Regions from separate parts of the Sus scrofa genome. Here regions 1 and 3 are each linked to region 2. Evidence: chromatin contacts called from public Hi-C and promoter capture Hi-C data. All regions are on one chromosome and are shown on one strand. The core of a region is the stretch at or near the end of the contact, and the rest is flanking DNA. Distances in the headings are between cores, read along the strand shown. Region 1 holds the start of TATDN2 (putative deoxyribonuclease TATDN2). Region 2 holds the start of THUMPD3 (THUMP domain-containing protein 3). Region 3 holds the start of BRK1 (protein BRICK1).

Evidence for each region. Promoter capture Hi-C pulls out the DNA fragments that hold promoters and counts their contacts. A called contact is a pair of places that touch in the nucleus more often than the background predicts.
Region 1: a promoter capture Hi-C map of fetal liver shows a contact between it and region 2, with 4 times the contacts expected there. The contact joins the promoter of TATDN2 here to the promoter of THUMPD3 in region 2. A contact is called at or near these places in 1 of 5 promoter capture datasets (fetal liver) and 1 of 47 Hi-C or Micro-C datasets (retroperitoneal adipose tissue).
Region 3: a contact with region 2 is called in a Hi-C map of alveolar macrophages, with 3 times the contacts expected there. The contact joins the promoter of BRK1 here to the promoter of THUMPD3 in region 2. A contact is called at or near these places in 2 of 5 promoter capture datasets (fetal skeletal muscle and liver) and 7 of 47 Hi-C or Micro-C datasets (alveolar macrophages, fetal skeletal muscle, heart right ventricle and 3 more).

The regions. Positions count from the first base shown.
Region 1 is chr13:66,419,994-66,422,943 of Sscrofa11.1, reverse strand. TATDN2 (putative deoxyribonuclease TATDN2) reads right to left here and starts at 1,472. Exons shown (of 9, transcript XM_003132363.6): 1 at 737-1,472; 2 at 365-605; 3 at 199-362. The coding sequence starts at 599.
Region 2 is chr13:65,719,220-65,721,919 of Sscrofa11.1, reverse strand. It overlaps THUMPD3 (THUMP domain-containing protein 3), which reads right to left and starts at 1,364. Exons shown (of 11, transcript XR_002338099.1): 1 at 373-1,364. All of the region lies in intron 1 of SRGAP3 (SLIT-ROBO Rho GTPase-activating protein 3), which reads left to right.
Region 3 is chr13:66,313,952-66,316,861 of Sscrofa11.1, reverse strand. BRK1 (protein BRICK1) reads right to left here and starts at 1,424. Exons shown (of 3, transcript XM_003132361.5): 1 at 1,147-1,424. The coding sequence starts at 1,348.

The DNA.
Region 1 (2,950 bases), core at 223-2,722, 700 kb before region 2:
ACGGTATTTAGGCCATCCCCTGGTCTTGCAGTCTGCGCTTCAACCTCTGGGAAGACCCCAAGACCGTAAGAGACAAGATCTTTTTTTGGTATCCTTTCACCAAAAACAAAAACAAACAAACAAAAAAAAGTCCCACCCCCGACATATCAAGCCAAGCGGAAAGAGCTTCAACGTTTGCTAGGCGTTGAGGCCACTTACCTTAAGGCTGCAGGTTTCCTCCTCTAGAGAAGCCATTTCTTCTAGAGAGGGTTTGCCAGGGGAGTCCCCTGACGAAAGGAACCCCTGTGAGCTCCGAATCAGGCCTCCCTTGGAGGCGGCCCCACCCACACCTGGGCCAGAGGAATGGGAGGAGGAAGAAGAGAGGAACTTCTGCGGCGGGATGAGCCCCAGGACAACCTCGGCGAGCAGGCCACATCTTCCTCCTTCTGGGCTTTCAGGCGCTTGGGGCTGCTGGCCCCTCCAGAACGCGCTGCAGAGCTGTGAGTTGGCCGGCTGGAGGGGGCCACATCACTGGGCTCCCGGAGGCAGCTGCGCTTGCGGGAACTCCGCTCCGAAGTGCTGCTCCAGTGGTACTTGACCTTGCGCCGCTCCGACGCCATGGGCACCTGCAAGGTAAAGAGGGGGCTGGAGTCCACCACCAGGCCTGCTGGCAGCCGCTCCTCAGACTCCCGCCATCCCAGGATCCCCTGGGGTAGGGCAAGCCAATTTGTCAGAGCCAGGGTCTGGCCTCACTGACCTTTCCCCCTTCTTTCCACTGCCCATCACAGTTCAAGGCTTCAGAGATGCCAAAGCGCTTCGAATGTGTGCGATTCCAAAGCGCTTCAGAGAATTCCAAATGATCCCAGGATTTACCAAAGGCTTCGTTCGATTCGGTTTCCAAGCCCACAACGTGCTTCCGCGATTACCAAGCGCTTCAGTTTGCACAGAGCTACTTTGCAGATGTCAAAGCGTTTCCGGGACTACGATGGAGCTGGCGATACAAAGCCTTTCAAAGGTGTCAGAGCTCTCCGAAAGGCCACAGGGAGCTGTTAGATCCACACCTGGAGGCCAGACCCGCAGTCCCTAGTCGGGCGCGCGGCCCGGAGGCCCGGAACGCCGAGCACGGGCCGCAGAGCAGGGCGGGACCCGGCGTGCAGTCCGCCCTGCCCCCGCGGCCCCGCCGACCAGCCCCGGGCCGCAAGGGGTTGAGCCGCCCTTCAGAAGCCGGCGGCGTACCAGTCCGCCTGCTTAGGGCGCCCCTGGGCCCGCCCCGCCCCGCCTTTGGTCCCTGCTGCAGCGGCCCAGACGTCGACCCCGCACCCCCCCCCCACGGCCCTGAGGTTTCGCACCGGCCGCCTGCTCGCTGACAGCCTTAGCCCCGCGGGGCTGGCCTTGCTTCTCCGGAGCTCGGACCACACTAGCCTTCGCTGCGTCCGCCTCCCGGAACGAGCCCTACGGCTCGCAGCTCCGGCGTGCGACGGGGGCGGGTCTTGCGCTGAACGAAGAACGCCCATTGCTCAAATGGAAAGAGGCGGGACTCCAAGCAAGACGGAGCTTGCCTGCTGGTCAGGAGGCTGGGAGGCGGGGCCCTACGCCTTACGAAGCTCATTCATTGGTTGGACGCTAGACCCGGCAGGGCCACTCACGTGTGCTGTAAGAGCGCGAAGCTGAGGCTGGGCCGCAGTGTCTCAGGTCTGCCAGCGATGGAGGTAGGGGGCGTTGGCGATCCCGGGTTCTCAGATTGCGGCTCTCTGCTGCTCAACGCTTTCCCTCCGCTTAGCCGGACGCATTCTGATCTGGATGCGCTCGTGAACCGACACCAACCTCATCAGCCCATTTACACAGGAGGAAACTGGCTCAGAGACCAAGTGACAAACCCGGAAAATGAAAGAATTGGAATTAGAAATTAGAAGCCGAGAGAGAGGGAGAAAGCTACCCCTCGCAAAAAAAAAAAAAAAAAAGACAAAGTTAAAAGACAACATACAAACTTGGAAAAATATTGGCAACACATGACAAAGGACTGATGTCCTAAACTACGCTAAAACTCTGGCAAGAAGATAATTTAGTGGGCGAAGGAAATGACCCGATGAACAGAAACAAATCACCAAGGCTAACATGAAAAAATGGCTCATTTAAAAAGTGCAAATAAAATTGTTTTCACTCATTAGATTAGCAATGATCAAAAAGCATGAGAATATCATTTGTAGCTAAGGATGTGGGGCAAAGTGCCCCCATATATCACCAATTGACGGTAAATTGGTGTAACATTTTGGAAGGCGGCCCTGTAGTAGCAAGAATGAAAACAGTATCCGGTGAGTGAGGCTAGTCACATAAATTACAGAATACCCATACAAAAGAATACCCGGCAAAAAGAATGAAGTAATCCAAAAGTACTGTTGAAGAAGATGTGAAAAAACACAGGATCCAGAGCATGAGTGAAAATATCTGTAGAAAAAAAGAAAAAAAATATATATATAATAAATGAGAGAGAAGCGGAGCCTTAAGATAAAAAAATTATTAAATATGTCAGAGTAACCACTGTGTATTTGTATTTCTAACAGCTTTACTGAGATGCAATTTACATAGCATGAAGTTCACTGATATATAATTCTATGGGTAATTTTATGTAATCAGAGTTGTCCAACCAGTACTGTAATCTAATTTTAGAACATTTCGTTACCCTAAAATCTTGTTTTCATTACCACTCCCCTCCAGAAAGCAACTCACACCCACCCCCAAGTACACACACACACTTGGTTTATCTCCATGGCTTTGACTGTTCTAGACATTTCATAAAAATGGAATTATATATAATTGGCTTCTTAGCATTATCTTTTCAAGATTCACCCATGTAGTATGCATCAGTCCTTTTTTTTGTCTTTTTAGGGCCACCCCCATGGCATATGGAGGTTCCCAGGCTAGGGGTCCAGTTGGAGCCGTAGCCACTGGCCTACCACAGCCACCACAGCCT
Region 2 (2,700 bases), core at 115-2,614:
TCTGGGACAGGACACGGTGTCTAACACAAATAACATTCAGTCCCCGCCATTAAGGAGCGCACAATCAGTGATACGACTTCTATCTTCCAAATAAGGCAGATGAAGCTCACGGAAAGACCTACCAAGATCAGAGAGCTAACCAGTAGCGCCGGCTGGAATGAAACCCACGTTTCCCGACACCCACCCCCAGGGCCCAAATCACAGGAAACCCGGGGAGCTGATGAAACCCAGTAAAAGGGAGTGAGAAGGGCTCCGCCGTGGATCGGGCTGAAGTGCACCCGTCGACAGCCAGGGTCTCAAGAGGACGGTTGACTCTCCCTCCCAAGGGTCATTGGTACCCTACCCGGCCACTCCCACCCACCGCCCGTTTACCAGCCGCCTGCGCTGACCCTTCCGGCTCCGGGACCACGCTGCCCGACGCGCTCAGGTCACGCCGCCGGAAACTGCCTCGGCGCCCCGGAAACGGAAGTCGAGTGGCACGGCCATAGCGGCACCAACCTGGGGGCGGGCTCTGGTGCACGTCGGGAGGAAGAGCGTTTGTTTGCAGGGTGGACTTCGGTAGGTGGTGGTCCGCTCCTGCAGTTGCGGGCAGGACTCCCTGCAGGCAGAATCTGGAACGCCGTTGGCCTCGTCGTCAGTTGTGGTAGTGGTCGATGTTAGTGTTTATCCCGCTGGTTCCGAGTAAGCGCTTCACACACGTAAATTCATTTGTTCCAGCAACTTTCAAGCAGGGGCCACTCTGTTTTAAAGCCGGCGAACCTGAGTCTCACAGAGGCTAAATGTTTTGCCCCCAAAGTAACATGTTACCTAACGTATGTTACTATTGTTTACTTAGTATTTTTCTTTAAATACTTGAGGAAGGTTAACTGCCAAGAATTTTAAAAGAGAATTTTATTTAAGCCAAACTGAGGATTATAACCCTGGAAGGAGATTTCTCTGAAAACCCTGAGAATCGTTTTGCCTCGGAAGGCATAGCCATATACGTTTTTTGTCTTGTTTTTGTTTGTCTTTTTTGGGGCCGTACCCACCGGCATATGGAAGTTCCCAGGCTGGGGATGGAATTGGAGCTACAGCTGCCGGCCTACACCACAGCCACAGCAACGCCAGATGCAAGTTGAGTCCTCAACCTGCACCACAGTTTATGGCAGCATCGGATCCTTAACCCACAGAGCGAGGCCGGAAATTGAACCTGAGTCTTCGTGGATACTAGTCGGGATCTTTAACCACTCAGTCACGATGGGGTGGGGGGAGTCTTGTCATATATATTTTTTAGACAAGGAATCATACATCAAAATGACATACTGATATTTTTTATAAAGTTCACCAAGGATACATAGTCCAGGTAAGCAACAAGTCACCATAACCTCTTTCAGAGATGAGAAAGTACACTATTCTTTTAAGAAGTTACATTGCTGGGGTTAGAAGAAAAAAAAAATTGATCTTTGCTGTAAGCAGGCACTTCCATCTTTGAGTAGCTCTGGTTAATGTGTAAAGCACATGAGCGAGGGAGGAGGCCAAACAGAATTTTGCCTTTAATTTTTTCCTTGTCCTGCCTTAAAATATAAATTTTATTTCGTCATACATATCTTCAACTTAAATGATTTTAGAAGGGCATTTTTACAGTTCAACAATGTAAAGATAACCCAGTTTAAAAATGGGCAGAGGCTTGAATATTTCTCTAAAGATGATACACATATGGTAAATAATCACGTGGAACGATGATCAATATCACTAGTAATTAGGAAAATGCAAAGTAAAGCTACGGTAAAATACCTATTTGGTTAAAAGTTTTTTTCTTTTCTTTCTTTTTTTTGTGGTCTTTTTAGGGCCATACCTGTGGTGCATGGAGGTTCCCAGGCTAGGGTTCAAATCAGAGCTGTAGTCCCTGGTCTACACCACAGTCACAGCAATGCCAGATCTGAGCCTCACCTGCCACCTACACCACAATTCATGGCAATGCTGGGTCCTTAACCCACTGAGTGAGGCCAGGGATTGAACCCATCTCCTCATGGATACTAGTCAGATTTGTTTCTGCTAAGCCACAACAGGAACTCCTAAAAGTTTTTTTCAAAATAGGCAGTTCCAAGTTTCAGTAAGAATGTGGTGGATTGGAGCACTTAGGCATTGCCGGTGGGAATGAAAAATGGTACAGCCACTTTGGAGAACAGTTTGTACTTCCCTCAAAAAAGTTAAAGAGTATTGTCGAGAAAAAAAAAAAAAAAAAAAAAAAAGGAGTTCCCGTCGTGGCGCAGTGGTTAACGAATCCGACTAGGAACCATGAGGTTTCGGGTTTGGTCCCTGCCCTTGCTCAGTGGGTTAACGATCCGGCGTTGCCCTGAGCTGTGGTGTAGGTTGCAGACGCGGCTTGGATCCTGTGTTGCTGTGGCTCTGGCATAGGCTGGGGGCTACAGCTCCGATTCGACCCCTAGCCTGGGAAGCTCCATATGCCGCGGGAGTGGCCCAAAGAAATAGCAAAAAGACAAAAAAAAAAAAAAAAAAAATAGTATTGTCATATGACTCAGCATTTCTCCTGGTAGGTATACCCAAGAGAACTGAAAGCAGATGTTCAAACAAAAACTTAGACATGAATGTGCCCAGCAGCATTGAGCATTGGAAATAATCCTAATGTCCTTAGCTGATGAATAGATAAACAAAAGTGGTATATCCACCACACAATCATACAATACAGTATTATTTGGT
Region 3 (2,910 bases), core at 175-2,674, 590 kb before region 2:
AACACAGATCTTTAAATTACTGAGTGTGGCCAAGAATCAAACACAGGTCCTCATGGATACTAGTCAGGTTTGTTACTGCCGAGCAACAAGGGGAATTCCTATATGTAAATATATTAAATCAGAAACAATGTTCTGCTTTGCTCTGATGTCATTATTTCATCTTCAAAATAGAAATCACTTAATTGTAGGAAATGGTTCTTATTCTGTCTTCCCCACAGAGACTGAGAAAGAGCCTTGTACTCAGATCTAGTTTGTCTTGCTGATGCTTTTGGACAAATCTCTTGCTGTCACCTTTATACACTCCTTTGGACTTCTCTTAGCAAGAAAATAATTCCTTTTTAAGTCTTTTTAAATTTATCAGTTTCCCCTACTTAATCGCTTAATGTTGCTGAATTAGTGGGCCAGAAGCACAACTGGAAAAAGATCACTAGATGTCATCCCCACACCTTGTGATGACATAAAAAGTTTACCCAGTGCCCGGTTCTTTCAAAGTAACACTCGGAGAACAAGAGTCAGGAGTCTCTGCTGCAGGGTGTAGCACAAGGATAGGAAACAACGCGGAAGGAACTTTAAGACTGTCACGGACAGGTCATGCCAAGGAAAGATTTTGCTAGAAGCAGACAACACCCACTGTGGTCTAGATACTAGCGATGCAGAGATGTCCCTGGCCGGACGCGATGTGGGCCCTCCTCCGCTCTCATCTACCACTCTGCACAGCACACGCCGAGACAGGAAAGGACCGACAGGAGGGGCGACTAACAGGCTCGACGCTAAAGGGCTTCTGGACAGCGCTCTCTGAGCACCAAGTGACGACTGAAACGAAGCACAAAAGAAGGGAGACGCCTGAAGAGAAGGAAAGATTCAGGCGATGGATGGGGCTGTCTGACACGTCCGGGAAAGGAACGGACTTGTTACTGGATGCGGGGGGAAGGCAATGAAGCCGATGAGCTCAGCGTGGGGCAGGATAACCCCACAGGGAATGATCAGTGGAGGCCGGGGGTCAGAGCGAGAGGGGAAAAGTGCGGCCTGAAGGCGGAAGCAAACACCAGCAGGAGCCCACGGCTCCCAGAACCCGCGTCAAAGCTTCTCAGCGCCCTCCCTAGGCGGGCCCCCCTCCTCCCTGCCTCCCCCTGCTCGCCCGCTGACCAAACGAGTTGAGAAAGTCTGCGATTTTCTTGATGCTGCTGGTGATGACTTCAATGTACTCCCGGTTCGCCCAATCCTGGTGAATCTCCCGCTGCACGGGATCCTCTTGGCCTGCCATGGCTGCAGCTGAAGGAAGCGCGACTGCGCACGCGCCTCGACCCTCCAGGCCTCCAGTGCGCCGACGCAGCCAGCCCACGCCCATGCTCGGTTGGCCACAAATCCACAGGCTTCGTGATGCGCCTGCGCATTGTCAAGTCCCCGCCAGCGTCTTCGCTCTTCTCCCACACCCCGGAAAACGGTGGCCGCAAAACCGGCTTGGAGAATGGAGTGCGCACGCACTCAGAGCCCCCCCCGTCCCCCCTCAGTCACTGGCAGTTTTGGTCGTTAGGGGGCGCGTGAGCCCGCATCAACCCTAACTTCAGGCGCTCCAAACTGAGATCTCTGACCACAATAAGCTGGGCAATGCCAATTAAACCACAGAAAACACAAGTCATTTCAAAAATGCCTTTTAACAACACATGATGCCCACCTTGCATTTATCAAATGAACAAAAGGTTATTTTTTTAAACTATAATACTTAGAGATGAAGAGGCTGGCTGAAGGGAAATGGGAAAATTAGTAAATAGCTGGTCATACTGTAAGCTGGCAAGATCTATTCAGAAGGAAATTTAATAAAGTCATTGGTGGAGTTCCCGTTGTGGCTCAGCCGTAAGGAACATGACTAGTATCCATGACGTGGATTCCATCCCTGGCACTAGCTCAGTGGGTTAGATAGAGCTGCAGAGTCTTTGATCTGATGGCTGTGGTCCAGGCTGGCAGCTTACAGCTTTGATTCGACCCCTAGCCTGGGAAGTCCACATGCCTTGGGATGCGGCCCAAAAAAGACAAAAAAGAAGAGCTCATTGGAAAAGAGAAAACACTTTGAGCACAATGTTCTTAAAGGCATCATTCATTTAAAAAAACAAATCTCAACTGTTGGGGAATGGCTAAATATCAGTATAGTCACTTAGAGCAATATTATGAGGTCATTTAAATGTCAATTATGGCAACAGAACACACATGCTAAAGTGAAGAAGAAAACAAAATACAAAATTTTTTCTTTTCTTTTTTTTTGGTGGGGGAGCCCGCACCCCTGGCATATGGAGGTTTCCAGACTAGGGGGTCTAATCAGAGCTGTAGCTGCCAGCCTATGCCACAGCAATGCCAGATCAAAGCAGCGTCTGCAAACCTACACCACAGCTCACGGCAACAATGGATCCTTGACCCGGTGAGCAAGGCCAGGGATCTAACCCGAAACTTCATGGTTCCTAGTCGGATTCGTTTCTAATGTGCCACGATGGGAATTCCTTTTTCTTTTTCTTTTTTAACAATTTTAAAAAATATTTTGTCTTTATTTATTTAGTCTTTCTGCCATTTCTTGGGTCGCTCCCACGGCATATGGAGGTTCACGAGGCTAGCGGTCGAATCCGAGCTGTAGCTGCCAGCCTACGCCAGTGCCACAGCAACATGGGATCCGAGCGGCGTCTGCAACCTACACCACAGCTCACAGCAACACCGGATTGTTAACCCACTGAGCGAGGCCAAGAACCGAAGCCGCAACCTCATGGTTCCTAGTCGGATTCGTTAACCACTGCGCCACGATGGGAACTGTCTTTATTTTATATAATGATATTTTTTCCATTATAGCTGGTTTACAGAGTTCTGTCATTTTTTCTACTGTACAGCATGATGAACCATTGTCTAACAATTTTTAATCATATAATT